2 separate regions of the Sus scrofa genome follow, and region 2 is linked to region 1. Evidence: chromatin contacts called from public HiChIP or PLAC-seq data. All regions are on one chromosome and are shown on one strand. Each heading gives the region's core, a stretch centred on a gene start, on an enhancer-like site or on the middle of the called end of the contact. The rest is flanking DNA. Distances are from core to core; before and after follow the strand shown. Region 1 overlaps BDH1 (D-beta-hydroxybutyrate dehydrogenase, mitochondrial). Region 2 holds the start of DLG1 (disks large homolog 1).

Region 1 (6,592 bases), core at 3,969-6,468:
TGCGGGTGACAAAATCCTTTCTCCCTCTCATCCGGAGGGCCAAAGGTGAGTTAGAAAGACAACTTCTTCCTACCCTCGGACCTGCTCTACCTTTTCATTTTGGGAATGGAAATAGGTCTCAGCAGACCCGATATCCACCACCCTCACTGGCTGAGCACATGACCCCCAGGGTCCACAAGGGGCCTGTGGATGGTGGCGAGCAGAGGTGCTCTGGACAGCTGGGTGGAAAGGGGTGGGTGGTTTTCAGAAAGTAGAACAGGCAAGAGGTCAGCAGTCTGCATCAAAGACTAAAAGATTACAGCAGTAATCCCAATCTGGGAAATTAATCAGGACAAATAACCATAGAGCTGTGTGTACACAGCAGGTATCATCAAGGGTGTGTTTAAGTAACTTTTGGCATATCATTTCTTTATACTAACAATGAAATATTAGAAAGAGAATGTAAAAAAAAACCTTTCAAAATCACACCAAAAATTTAAATATTTAGGAATAAACCTGATCAAGGAGGTGAAAGACTTATATGCTAACGATACAACATTAATAAAGGAAATTAAAGATGATTCAAGGAAATGGAAAGATATCTCATGCTCTTGGATTGGAAGAATTAATATGTTAAAATGGCCATACTACGCAATCTACAAATTTAATGTCATCCCTATCAAATTACCCATGACATATTTTTTTTACAGAACTAGAACAAATAATCCTAAAATTTATACAGAACCGTAAAAGACCCAGAATGACCAAAGAATCCTGAGGAAAAAGAATAAAGCAGGAGGCATAATCCTCCCAGGCTTTGGATAATACACAAAGCTACAGTAATCAAAACAGTGTGGTATTGACACAGAAACAGATGTATGGATCAATGGAACAGAATAGAGAGCCCAGAAATAACCCCCACACACACACCTATGGTCAGTTAATCTTTGACAAAGGAGGCAAGGTTACACAATGGGGAAAAGACAGCCTCCTGCAGCAAGTGGTGCTGGGAAGGTTGGACAGCTGCATATAAATCAATGAAGTTAGTACACACCCTTATACCATGCACACAAAAAAAGGCTCAAAATGGCTTAAAGACTTAAATATAAGACATGACACCATAAAACTCTTAAAAGAGATCATAGGCAGAACATTCTCTGACATAAATGGTACCAGTGTCATCTTGGGTGAGTCTTCCAAGGCAATAGACATAAAAGCAAAAATAAACAGATGGGTCCGAATCAAACTTACAAGCTTTTGCACAGCAAAGGAAACCATAAATAAGATGAAAAGACGTGGTAAGAATGGGAGAAAATATTTGCAAGTGATGTGACTGACAAAGGCTTAATTTCCAATATATATATATATATATAAACACCTCATACAACTCAAAAACAACAAAACAAACAATTGAAAGATGGGCAGAAGACCTAAATAGGCATTTCTCCAAGGAAGATGTGTGGATGACCAACAGTCACATAAAAAGATGCTCAACATCACTAAGTTTCAGAGGAATGCACATCAAAACTACTATGAGCTTCCATCTCGCACTGGTCAGAATGGCCAGCCATAAGTCTACAAATATCAAATGCTGGAGAGGGTGTGGAGGAAAGGGAACCCTCCTCCACTGTTGGTGGGAATGTAAGTTGGTGCAGCCGCTATGGAAAACAGTATGATGGAAAAAAAAAATAGACAATTGTGGTAGTAAGTAAAAATGATAAATAATAATAAGCAAGATTAGAAATTGCAAAAACAGACAAAACACCCGAACTATGCTCGGTAGCCAAATGTCAGCAAACCACCTAAGAAGAAACTGACTCAAATTTTTCTCCCTACAATTAATTTTGGCTAAAAGGGGGAGTTTCGTGGGCTCTATCCCAAGGTCCCAGCCATGACAGGATGAACCCAGAGAGCAGCAGTATGGTTTTAGAAGAAAACCCCAACCCTTCACTGACTTCTGACTTAGAGGTTTCTGAAAGGTACCTCCCCACAGTGCCCAGAATGGGGCTGTGCCTTAGCTTCCTGCATGCACATCCAAGGCCATCAGGTCTCAAGTCCACCCGGGCTTACTCTGAGGGCTGGATGGACTCTTCCTCCACCCACTGTCCCAGGGCTGGGAGAGGCTGTGGTCAGCTCCTAACACCCCCAGGTCTCCTCCCGGCTCTGTGCCTGAGACTATACCCACATGCTTTAGCCCTGAAGTCAAGTTGGGCACCGTGCCCCTACTGGCTTAGCAGCCAAGTGATAACAATTCGGGGTTACTGACAATAGCTTAGCTGTGCTGCCCAGTTATACTGTGGCCTCCTGCTATGCAGGGCTGCTTCTCATGCTTCTCCTTCCCTGTGCTGCCCGGGTGCAGCTGGCTATCCAGGAAATATCCGGCCTGCGGATGCTGCTGTATGGACCCGAGGTGGCCTTGACTATAAATGAGAAGGCCCCCTGTCCCTGATGGTTCAGAAGGCCAAGCCCCAGCCTGGCAGACAGCAAAGCAAGTGTCAGGGGTTGGAAGCCAGGTTCCAGCCAGACCTTGGGAAATGTGCCAGGCCCTCGTCCTCATGCGGTGCGTCCTGAGCAGGGGCTTGCTGTCTCCCTCCGCAGGCCGCGTGGTCAACATCAGCAGCATAATGGGCCGCTTGGCCAATGTGAGCCGCTCCCCCTACTGCATCACCAAGTTCGGGGTGGAGGCTTTCTCTGACTGCCTGCGCTACGAGATGCACCCTCTGGGAGTGAAGGTCAGCGTGGTGGAGCCCGGCAACTTCATCGTCGCCACCAGCCTCTACAGCCCTGAGCGCATCCGGGCCATCGCCACTAAGATGTGGGAGCAGGTGCCCGAGGCGGTGCGTCAAGACTACGGCAGGAAGTACTTTGATGAGATGGTCGCCAGGATGGAGAACTTCTGCAACAGCGGCTCCACGGACACGTCTCCCGTCATCAATGCTGTCACCCACGCCCTGACCTCCACCACCCCCTACACTCGCTACCACCCCATGGACTACTACTGGTGGGTGCGAATGCAGATCATGACCCACTTGCCTGGAGCCATCTCCGACAGGATCTACATACACTGAGGAGTGTCACACTGGCCTCTGCTGGGGAGCCCTGGGTGCGGGGAGAGGAAGAAGGGAGGGAGGGGGAGGAGCTTATGTCCTCACCTCTTGGTTACCCATTTGTGGATTATCCCCATCCCAGGAGGACCTATGGCCAGTTTGACCATTAACCCAAGCTGGTCACCTAGCCCAACTCATGTGCCCAGTAAGTTGGCTGGACCTTCTCGATCGGGGTGCAGAGTGGTGGGCAGGACCCTCAAACCTCAGGGCAAACATGGTGCATCTGTCAGAAATTTCTGAGGTTGATTTTATACAAAGATTTTTTGTGAGATGTCGTTAAATTAACAACAGATTTATTGTAAACTAGAAGCCAAATCCTTTACTTTTTTTTTTTTTTTTTTTTTTTTTTTTTTTGTCTTTTTGCCTTTTCTAGGGCTGCTTCCCGTGGCATATGGAGGTTCCCAGGCTAGGGGTCTAATCGGAGCTGTAGCCCCCGGCCTACACCACAGCCACAGCAACTCGGGATCCTAGCCACGTCTGCAACCTACACCACAGCTCACGGCAACGCCAGATCCTTAACCCACTGAGCAAGGCCAGGGACTGAACCCGCAACCTCATGGTTCCTAGTCAGATTCGTTAACCACTGCGCCACGACGGGAACTCCCCAAATCCTTTACATTTTTAAGACAGAACATCAGTTCAAAAAATTTGTCTCACTTGATCCTTAAACCAGCCTCATGAGTAAAAATGACAAAAAAAATTTTTTTTCTTTTGTACATGATGAAGTTTTGGCCCACAGAGGATACATGAATTACCCTTTCGTTGCTTTATAGGTCGGTTTTTTTATACTGCTTTATATAAAATATAAAGGTCCAAATTGTGTATTCCTGCCTCTTCTTAGGAAGGCTCCACGAATTTTTTTTTCTTTTTAGGGCTGTAGCTGTAGCACATGGAAGTTCCCAGGCGAGGGGTCAAATTGGAGCTGCAGCTGCCAGCCACAGCCACACCCGATTCAAGCTGCGTCTGTGACCTACACCACAGCTTGCAGAAGCTGGGGATCCTTAACTCCCTGGGCGAGGTCAGGGATTGAACCTGCATCCTCACAGAGACAACATCAGGTCCTTAACCTGCTGAGCCACAATGGGAACTCCAAAAGGCTTCACATTTTATGTCGCAGGGCTGCTCTGGGCCCAGTTATCCAAGGATCCTCTGATGAGCTCTGTAGCCTCACATGAGCCGTACATACCATCATGTGCCCGCCCTGCATCTCTTTGCATGTCTGTGGTGCTGCTGGGTGCAGCCTGCAGCCAGTGATTCAGAGCTGACTGTGAGGAGGGGGTGGTGACATTCTGGAGATCTCCATTTGAGATTTCTCCAGCCTGTCTTAGGACACACTTGTGTGGAGCAGCTCATTGACTAAGAGGTGATTTGTTTCTGGTTTGTGTCTGCTTGATTCTACCTGGCGTGGGACCCATGTTGAAGGGGCATCCTTGATAGAAGCCGTGATACATAGGATGGGCACTGTGGCATCTTCTCCCCCAGGGGCGGGTCCAGGTACCCCATCTGTCTGTCTCTCTCTCTCTCTCTCTCTCACACACACACACACACACACACACCTGTTCTGTGACTCTCAGGGTGGCCTTATTGATAGCTCACCTTCCTATTATGGCCTTAATTTTAATAAAACCAGGGCACTAAGCAGTGTCTGTGTTATCACTTCCTGGGCTTGGGTTTGAAGGCTAGTATCCCTGCAATTGCCCGGAGCCTGTATGTCTGGACCAAAACCAGGCAACACCCTTCTCCAGGTAGCAGAGGGTCCTGAGTTCCAGCCCTACGGTTCAAATCAGGACTTCCGCCTTGTCCTGGATGGCCACGCCTGCCGCAAGAGGGCGCTCTGCCTCCTTCGCTGCAGGAGAGGCCCCAGCTGCTGATTTGGGAGCTCCCAGCCACCAGAGCCTGAGGTCTCAAAGTGTTGAAAGGGTTCGTGATCTCCAACTCAGAAACAGTCCAGGCACAAAGACACAAACCTCCTCAGTGACAACTTTTCCGCTCTTCTAAGAGCTTGCTGGCTTAAATGTGGAGCTTGGTGCCAGGAGAAGGCCGAATTGGGGCCACTCTGCCACCTCTGCAGGGTGTAACCTTGAGCAGGCTGCTCTGGGTCTGAGGCAAAGCCTGGAACTTGGGGAAGGGAGGAGGGGGGCTGGGCGGGGCTAGACCCTGAAACTTTGTCCAGTAGTATCTCTGTCTATGGGGACCCATGGGCTGGTGCTTCAGCCCGAACGGCCCTTCCCCTGATGGCTGGAGGCTGGGTGAGGGCTTTTTGAGAGCTGCTCCTGCCAGCACCTTGTTACAGCCCCTTCCCACCCCCGTCCCCCTTTCCCTGAGGCCAAGGGCTGGGAGAGCAGGTGACTGGCTAGCCTGGCCCTGCCTGCCACGTGTGCCTCTGCTCCCCATGATGGGGGACTGCCAGACTCTCCTCTTGTGAGACCTGCTTACTTCCTGCATTTCAAATGGCCTGGCCCTGCAAAGCTGTGCCAAGTGGTTCTGGTGCAGGTGCAGACATGAGCAAGCAGAGGCTCCCTCGGCTTGGGTAGCACCAGGCCCCGACTGCCAGAGAACAACCGGCACATCTGTGCAGGCCTGGGCCCAGTAGGCAGCCCGCCCAACTCCTCCTCTCCCCGGGTTCTCACAGCAGCCCTGGGAGTAAGACATTTTACACACAAGGAAATAGACCACCCCAAGTCTCTCACCCAGGAAGGGGTAGAACTGGGTGGCCAAGTCAGACCTAACCTCCAGCTAGTAATGCATGAAAAGCAGGGCAGATGGCACCAGGATCTAAAATAAGGAGGGAAAAAAATACCTCGATTATGTAACAGTGAGAGAGATCTGTAGGCATATGCACAGTACAACCATGGAGTGCTACCCCACGAGCCACCTCCCCCTGCCCCTGCCCCTGCCCCCACCTCCTTCTGCCCTCCCCCATCTCCCTCTTCCCTCCCCCTGGGCTCTGGGTGCTGCTCCCTGGGAGGGGATGTGCCAGAAGAGCCCATCCACATCCCTCCCAGAGGAAATCTGCCTGGGCTCACACTGCCCCATCCTGGGTATTTCTGAAGACATGCTCGAAGACTACCAACACCTTAACCTTGAACAGAAACAGATTCTGGAGCTGCCCTCCAAGGACTGGAGGGTTGTAGGAGCACAAGGCCTGAGAATCCTCAGATAAGGATGTGGGACAAGAAGGGCTATGGGGCTGTGGTGTAGAACAAACAACAAACAAGAAACCTAGAGCATCTAAGACCTTCCTGGTGTGCGTAGGTACAAGGAAGGTGGTTTGTGAGGTTTGTGGCTTCGGAGGAATAGGGTGCGTACCTACTGGGCAGGGTCCAGGGCCTGTGATTAGAGCTGGGAGGGCTGCCAGAACCCCTAGGACCTCAGAGAAGGAAGAGGGACTCAGGCAACATCAAGCTTGACCCCCAGCTTCTAGACAGGGGCCAGGCTTCGAAGCCCTCCAGGGGCAGGAATCTCCTTACTTCCTAAGGTGGCGTTTCCTTGGATAGGGAAAATTT
Region 2 (7,495 bases), core at 593-3,092, 170 kb after region 1:
AAGGAAGACTTCAAGGAAATAAAAGCTGTTTGGAAAAGTCCAGATGCCATTGCTGTATGTAATGTGGTAGCCAGCGTCTTTGAAAGCACTTCATGATTCTTACCTCCTGGTATCTTGAGGCTGACCTAAGTAACCAATAAGAGGATATTACAGAAATGATGGAATGTTACTTCTGAGATTAGGTCATGAAAGATGTTGTGGCTGTTGCCTTGCTCTCTTGGAAAACTTGCTCTGGAGGAAGCCAGCCACCATGTCATGACGACATTCAAACTCTAAAGACAAAACTTCTTGGTGAGAAACTGAGGCCTCCTGTCAACAGTCAGAATTGGCATATTGGAATAGCCATACACCCATACTGGAAGAGCCTCCTTTAATCCCAGTTAAGCTTTCAGATGACTGTAGTCCTGGTAGACAACTCGACTACAGTTTCTTGAGACCACAACAGAACCATCCAGCTAAGGCTCTCCTGAAATTCTGATGCACAGAAACTGTGAGATGATGTTTATTGCTGTTTTAGTTATTGAGGAACTGAGTCTTAAGCTGCTAAGCTTTAAGGAATTTGTTATGCAGCTCTAGGTAAGTGATACGTACGGATGGATAGAAAGGAGGAATAAAGATTAAAGGCCCCTCATTCTGAGCCTGAACTTGTCTTCACCCCCAGTGGTGGAACAAGGGCTAGCTGCATTCATGTCCATTCTGGACACAGCTGACCACATAGGGCTAGGAGATGACAAGAAGGAAGGGCTTTGTGCCCTCGTCTCCTTTTCCTTCTCCCCCTCCTCTTTGTTTTTAGGGGAGGACTAGGAAGACATTGAGAACTTGTACAAATTTTGTTTTTGACTTTTCAGCGGCCCCTGGAAAAACCTGCACTGGCCTTTATCCATTTGTTATTAGGCTGTGGGTCCTGAGAGCAGGGCTTGGATCTCTGTTTTTATCTCCATTTCCTGAACAATGGATGAACAGTGGGTGAAATCCCTTCCTCCTTCTCCTAAATTCTGAAGATATTCCATTCTTAGAATAGTTCCTTAAATGGAACCCTTTCATTCGCAGTTCCTCAATGAAGTCTTGATAGCCATCAGCCATTTTCACTATTAACTCTCCCCACCATTTTACTATTTTCAAAAATCCCTCTATTTAAGCTCCTTACTTTTAAGAGCTTCCTTTTGCTTTTCCATCCCATTTCTTCTTTGTAGTGTTGCTTTACCTGTTGCTCAAACTTCCATGATGCAGGAGACCATAGATTTGCTGCCAGTACCAGCATACTACTATCAAGTTGTCAAAAATCGCAGTGGAAGGAGCCCTGGACTGGAGCTAGGTGAGCTAATTCTGGGCTGCTGCCGCTGATTAGCCTATATTCTTGGGCAAATTGCTTCCCTACCCTGGACCTCTGTTTCCTTATCTTAAACTGAGAGAGTGGGTCAAGTTAGGATTCCAAGGTGCATTCCAAAAGTGAAACTCTGTGGTCAGCAAACCTCTAAACAACTGTTACACTACAAGTCTCCCCGGACTTCCCTTTATTGGCCCAAGGGTACTGTCTCAGTGAAAGGCTATCAGGTTTGCTGGAAAGAGACTTTCGATTTGAAAGACATGATCTCTGTATTTCCAGTTTTGTCACTAATTCTGGGCAAACTTAAGCAGATTCTTCTCTCTGCACCTCAGAGCAGGGAGGTAGGTCCCTGTTACGCGGAAGAGGCTCGAAGATCTGGGAGTGACTTAGAGAGGTTTTCCGGATTCTCTTTCGACAACTTGAGTGGCTCAGGCAGGGAGCGTGGTCCCGGCCCTCCCATAGTCCCGCTCCCAGGTGTAATCGAAACTTAAACTAGCCGTGCCTGCCAAGTTGCGGCTCGGCTGCGGTAGCTACAGGTGAGCTATTAAAGGCGCCGCCAGAGATTGGGGCTGATGACTAGGCGGAGGTTGCAGGCAAGGGGGAATGAATGAGTGAGTGAAAAAGAACGAATTTTCTCTTCCCATTCTTAAATGCCTTTATACTTGGAATTAATCACATAGACTTAAAAATGCTCCAATAAAACCCTCAAATTCCTATCAAATTAACGAATATCCCTATTTTACCTGCCCTTCTTTCAGTCCCCCCCCCAACTTTTACTGAGGGACTAATAGTAACTTTAAAAAAATTATTACAAAGTGTATGAGTGCAGAGACGGCGCGCCCCCCCGCCCAAACTCCTTCCTTTTCCTCCCTCCTGCGGTGGGTGGGTGGCGGATTCGACCCCTCCCCGAGCACGCTTTTCCAGGTTGGGGATCCACCTCCGGGGGCTCCAAGTACTATCTCCTGCCCAGGAATTGAAAACAGCACGTGCTTAGTGAGATTAAAGGATGTCTCGGAATGTGTGTCTTGGATCTGGTGTAGGTGAGGTTAGGTCTTTCCACACCCTGACCCTTCCGGGCCTGGCGCGCCACTTGCTTAGAAACGCTGGACACACCGGCGGGTTTGGGCGAAGAGAAGGAGGGGTAGAGGCGGGCTCTTCCAGGCCCCCCAGACCACCTGTAGAGTCTGTTTGTCAACTCCTTTGTCCTCAGAGCCACTTCGATGGCCTCCCCCTTTAAACGAAGAGGTTTGCTTAGACGCTCCCCGGGCCCCTTTCGCGTTCCCCACCCCGCTCCAGGCCCTCCTCCCCCTTCCAACCCAAAGGTAGCACAGCGGAGAGCCCCGGGCTCCGCGCGAGCCGCCTCCTCACTTCCCATTGGCTGAGAGCGCCGGGAGAGCGGTCACGTGGGGGCGCGGCAGTTCAGCTTCAGGGCCGCCATCTTGGCGGAAAGTTTGGGGGGAGAGCGGTTGGGGGCGCGGAAGGAGGCGAGGTTCCGGGGGTGGGGCGGCCAGGAGCCGAGCGGGCGAGCGGGCTAGCGGGCCGCGGCGAGTGAGTAGGCACCAGCGGCGGCGGCGGCGGAGGAGGAAGAGGCCGTGGGGGTGCGGCAACCGAGGGGAGCTCCTCCCCCGTTCCCTCACCCCTCTCTGCTTAGCTCCGCGAGCCCCGGGCGGGGCGGGGGGACGTGGAGCGGGGCAGGGCGGGGGAGCCGCCCCGAGACCGGCCGGAGCGCACCGCTGCTCGGAGCGCACGGCACTGGCAGGAACTTTGTGGCGGCGCCGCAGGTGTGGGGGCCCGCGGAGGTGTGCATGTGGGTCGCGAGGGCGTCGCGGAGAGCGGCCGCTTCCCTGTCTGGACCCTGCTGGAGTAGCTCGGAGGAAGCGAGCTGGAGACAGGCAAGCGAGAGGAGGGGTCCGGGCAGGGCGGGGTGATCAGTCCAGCTGGCCCCTTCTCTGAGCGCTTTACGGCCGCCTCTGGCTTAGGGGCCAAGGGTCGGAGCGACTTCCTCACCCTTCCAGTAGTAGGTGAGAACTATGCACGCTTCTGCCGGGAGAGGGGTGGCCCCATGTCTGGGCATTTAGTGCTCTCTTGAGAGGGAGCAGCTTTCGAGGAGAATTTTGAAGCTTCTGTCAGCTCTTAATTTGCAGGGGTACCCACCGTAGTTTAAAGCTTTCTAGATTGACTGACACTGCTGGGTTTTGAGGTTCTTCTTTTCACTTAGGAAAACTTTGCCAGGTGGGCTTTTCAAATGGGGCTGGGGGGTTTTCGATTTGAGAGTTAGGGGGAAATGCTAATTTAACCACGATTCTCTTCTTTAGTTCTCTTTCCTTTTTGTTTTGTTCTTTAAAGGTGTGTGCCTCTTCCTGATTCTGGAGGAAAATGCCGGTCCGGAAGCAAGGTGAGAATTTACGTGGGAACTCTCTTGTGGGTGTCACTTGCTTTTCCGTATGTCTATTTTGTTTTAAATATGTTTGTGTAATTCTGAAAGACATCACAATCCTACTCTTTCTGCTTCGGGAATCTAAGCCTCACATCATTCAGAAGATGGAAACACCTCATTGTTGGTCAAACTTTTTTCCTTGTGTCTCTCTAGTGACTGGAGAGGCAATTCACTTTTTTTTCTGAAATGTCTTTTTTAAAATTCTGTGTTGGTGTTTCAATATTTGGCTTTATTATTACTAAGCACTATTTTGTGGGCTAATGTGGGAGACTGGCTAAGAGCTAGTAATTTTGAAACAATATTTGGGTTATAATGATGAGTTGTGGATAATCCGCTTTTGTATATCAGATCACCTGAAACTATATTACTAATATTTTGATCAAGTGATCTTTTATGGGGTAGACTGCTAGTACACATTTATTACAAACTACTCACCTTTTGTTCATCTACCGTGACATGTTTAAATTTTTTTTGGATCATTCTAGGGAATATATTTGTGTGCATGATCATATAGCATGGATTGACTTGGAGGGTTTGGGGAACTGTTTAGATGTCTTGCACAATCATTTGCTACACAGCTAACATGTAATATTTTCTTGTAAATATATAATTTTAATCAGACTTTTTTATTCTTTTCAGATACCCAGAGAGCATTACACCTTTTGGAAGACTATCGTTCAAAACTAAGCCAAACTGAAGACAGACAGCTCAGAAGTTCCATAGAACGGGTTATTAACATATTTCAGAGCAACCTTTTTCAGGCTTTAATAGGTGGGAATCAAAACTTTATTGGTGGTCATTATGTGTCAGCTAGACTTATTGTTTCTCTGAATTCATTTATTTTAAACTTAAAGAGAGTGATGTATTTGGTTCTCTGTGAGGCATTCAGTAACTTGAACATCCAAGGAGTTGTGTATTTTGATACTTAGGCCAATATCCCTTCCAAAAGTATCTAATAACTAAAAAAACATTCAGTATGATTATTTCAGAGGTCTTTGATAACAGAGTTTCACATCCATGCTTTGAAAGATGAAGAAGTTGAAAAAATGTTTCTTGATCCAAAAATTATTGACTGAAAAACACTTAGCTTCTTTCTGTGTTTGACTTGTATTTCTCTGGAGTCGCTGAAAATGTTTGAAGAGTTCTGCTATGTTTAAGAACATCCATTCCCTTAATATAGACCTCTGTTTAAACTTGGCATTTGCAGAGTCAGAATTTCAGACCTGGAAAATGATCTTAGAGATGATCTTGTCTAATCTTAATTTACAGATAAGAATATTGAAACAGTTTTATTCTCAACTGTAACTTAAATTTGAAGTGGTGCATTGTTTTAAGGAACTGCACAAATAGTCAACAGTGCTGAATTATCTTCCTGATATTGCCATTGATTGATACAGTACAAGCCATTTAATCTTTTCTAAGTCACTGTTAACTGTAGCATGTGGGTGCTGCGGAACAGTGGTTTTTAAGGCTTTTTCTAAAAAGTAACTAGACCCTTTTTAAAAGAAAAATCTGGTATTTTGTACACAATCTCCGATGTGTAAAATAGGGTGACCTGCCTCTAGCCCTCTCCTCGAGGTTCCTTGAAATGTGTACCAACCACTGAACTAGAAAATTGTCCTCTTCAATTGTAAGAATAAAATGAGTCTTTATTAGTCATGTTAAAGTAGGACATATAGTTCATTGTTTTACAGTCTTTTCCTCTGTAACTTCAAAGTAGTTACAGCTTTATATCTATGGATCAATAAGAGTAACTTTTTTTTTTTGTCTTTTTTTTGCTATTTCTTGGGCTGCTCCCTCGGCATATGGAGGTTCCCAGGCTAGGGGTTGAATCTGAGTTGTAGCCACCGGCCTACGCCAGAGCCACAGCAACTCGGGATCCGAGCCGCGCCTGCAACCTACACCACAGCTCATGGCAACGCGGGATCGTTAACCCACTGAGCAAGGGCAGGGATCGAACCCGCAACCTCATGGTTCCTAGTCGGATTCGTTAACCACTGCGCCACGACGGGAACTCCAAGAGTAACTTTTGATGTGATTTGAAGGCTACTTTCAAATTAGTGTATACTGTCAACTTCCTGGTAAATTGAGTCTACTAAATTAGTTTTAGTATTAGAGAAGACTTTGAAGAAGATCATTCAATATACCTGAATAATTTTTTTTTTTTAATTTAGCATTTTTACAGACTTTAGAAAACACAACAACAGAGAGAACAGTGTAGGGAACTGCTATATATCTGTCACCAGTCTTCAAAATTTGCCAGCATTTGCCTTTTTTGTTTAGACTGATGGACATTTTTTACACTTGAATTTCTAAGTTCTTGAGTTTTAAGGTCCAAATGCATGATCAAATCGAATTCCTCTGAAGAAATAAAAAAGGGAAAACCATTTTTAATTGTTTTTCTATATCAACATTAAATCTAAGAATGTTTTATTTAGTAGGGTTACTGTTTAGAAAAAAGTAGTGTGACTTCTACATCTTCTTTTACATAGAGACATAAATGGAATCCTCTGTGTGGAGTCTACTTAAGAAAATTAAATGGTTAGTGAAGCAACCAAACAAAACCTACACTTAGATTTCTCTGTAGATTGGAGGTAGATCTGCTATGTTTGGATGGATTTTCTTTTTTTTTTTTTTTTTTTTTTTTTTTTTAGTGTATTCTACCTTGCCTATTTTGACTGTATTTATTTTTATGCATAATTGAATTTTGATAGTTAATTCTCTAATTATATTTGTGAATCTTCTTTGTCCTTTATAATTTTTTTGGTTGTGAATTTAATATTTAGATTTACTTATATTTTAAGGTTTTATAAAATGTGGTATCAGATTTTGGTGTCAGAAAAGTCATAGATTTTAGGAATTTTGAAACGTAAAATTTAGTAGAGGCTTTTTTATGTTTCCTTACTGTAATCAGATTAATTGTTAACACTACTAAATTAATCCATTTTTCAGCATGCGGAAATTTGGTTAGTTTATTAACCTTAATTACTTTGAAAATTTTTGGGTTAGTAAGATTTTTTTTGCTTTCTACCTGTACCATTGTTTTTGAAACACTGTGGTACTTTAAACCTATAAATTAGTGTAAACTAGAGTCCATTGTGTTCATAGTTTGTACTGAAAAACTCTGTGTTATCTGTGTTAACTCTTTTTTTCTTTAGTAGGTAGCACTCTATCCTCTGAGTTAATACCTGTAGACTTTTGGATTAAAGGAGACATGGGTCTTGACTACCTGAATTGTTTGAAAGTTATGTGGTGCTTAGGTTCTTGACTTTCAGCATTTAGCAATTATTTCTTTAGGCTGTAGTGAGTTATCTAGTTACTTCTTTGGACTTGGAGTCTGTGTCAGTTATTTATTGGTTGACTTCTTGAATTGGTAGTTTGTATCAACTATTTTCTTTTCTTTTCTTTTTTTTTTTTTTTTTCCACTTTTTTGGGCCACACCTGTGGCATATGGAAGTTTCTAGGCTAGGGGTCAAATCGGAGCTACAGCTGCCAGCCACAGCTACAACAATGCCAGATCAGAGCTGCATCTGCGACCTACACCATAGTTCACAGCAACACCAGATCGTTAACCTACTGAGCGAGGCCAGGGATCGAACCCACAACCTCACGTTTCCTAGTCGGATTCGTTTCTGCTGCGCCATGATGGGAACTCCCTTTTTGTTTAAATTTTTTTTGTATCGACTATTTTCATGAATTAAAAAAAAATCTTTGTGTGAGACCGTCACGAT

What was found. HiChIP or PLAC-seq counts read pairs in DNA pulled down with a chosen protein or histone mark.
Region 2: an H3K27ac HiChIP or PLAC-seq map of skeletal muscle shows a contact between it and region 1, with 5 times the contacts expected there. The contact joins the promoter of DLG1 here to the enhancer-like site in region 1. A contact is called at or near these places in 2 of 5 promoter capture datasets (fetal skeletal muscle and liver), 7 of 47 Hi-C or Micro-C datasets (adipocytes, embryonic fibroblasts, epiblast stem cells and 4 more) and 1 of 2 datasets of contacts at active chromatin or transcription factors (skeletal muscle).

Annotation. Positions count from the first base shown.
Region 1 is chr13:132,642,548-132,649,139 of Sscrofa11.1, forward strand. It overlaps BDH1 (D-beta-hydroxybutyrate dehydrogenase, mitochondrial), which reads left to right. Exons shown (of 7, transcript XM_021070089.1): 6 at 1-45; 7 at 2,578-4,724. The coding sequence ends at 3,047. Among named protein-coding and RNA genes, the nearest start is that of BDH1, 43 kb to the left of the region's middle. Within about 2 kb of position 5,219, at least 11 of the 83 cell types and tissues checked have an H3K27ac peak or open chromatin away from gene starts, as enhancers often do. A contact at or near this core is called in skeletal muscle, where this site is marked.
Region 2 is chr13:132,818,089-132,825,583 of Sscrofa11.1, forward strand. DLG1 (disks large homolog 1) reads left to right here and starts at 1,843. Exons shown (of 27, transcript XM_021070096.1): 1 at 1,843-1,863; 2 at 3,674-3,722; 3 at 4,404-4,535. The coding sequence starts at 3,704.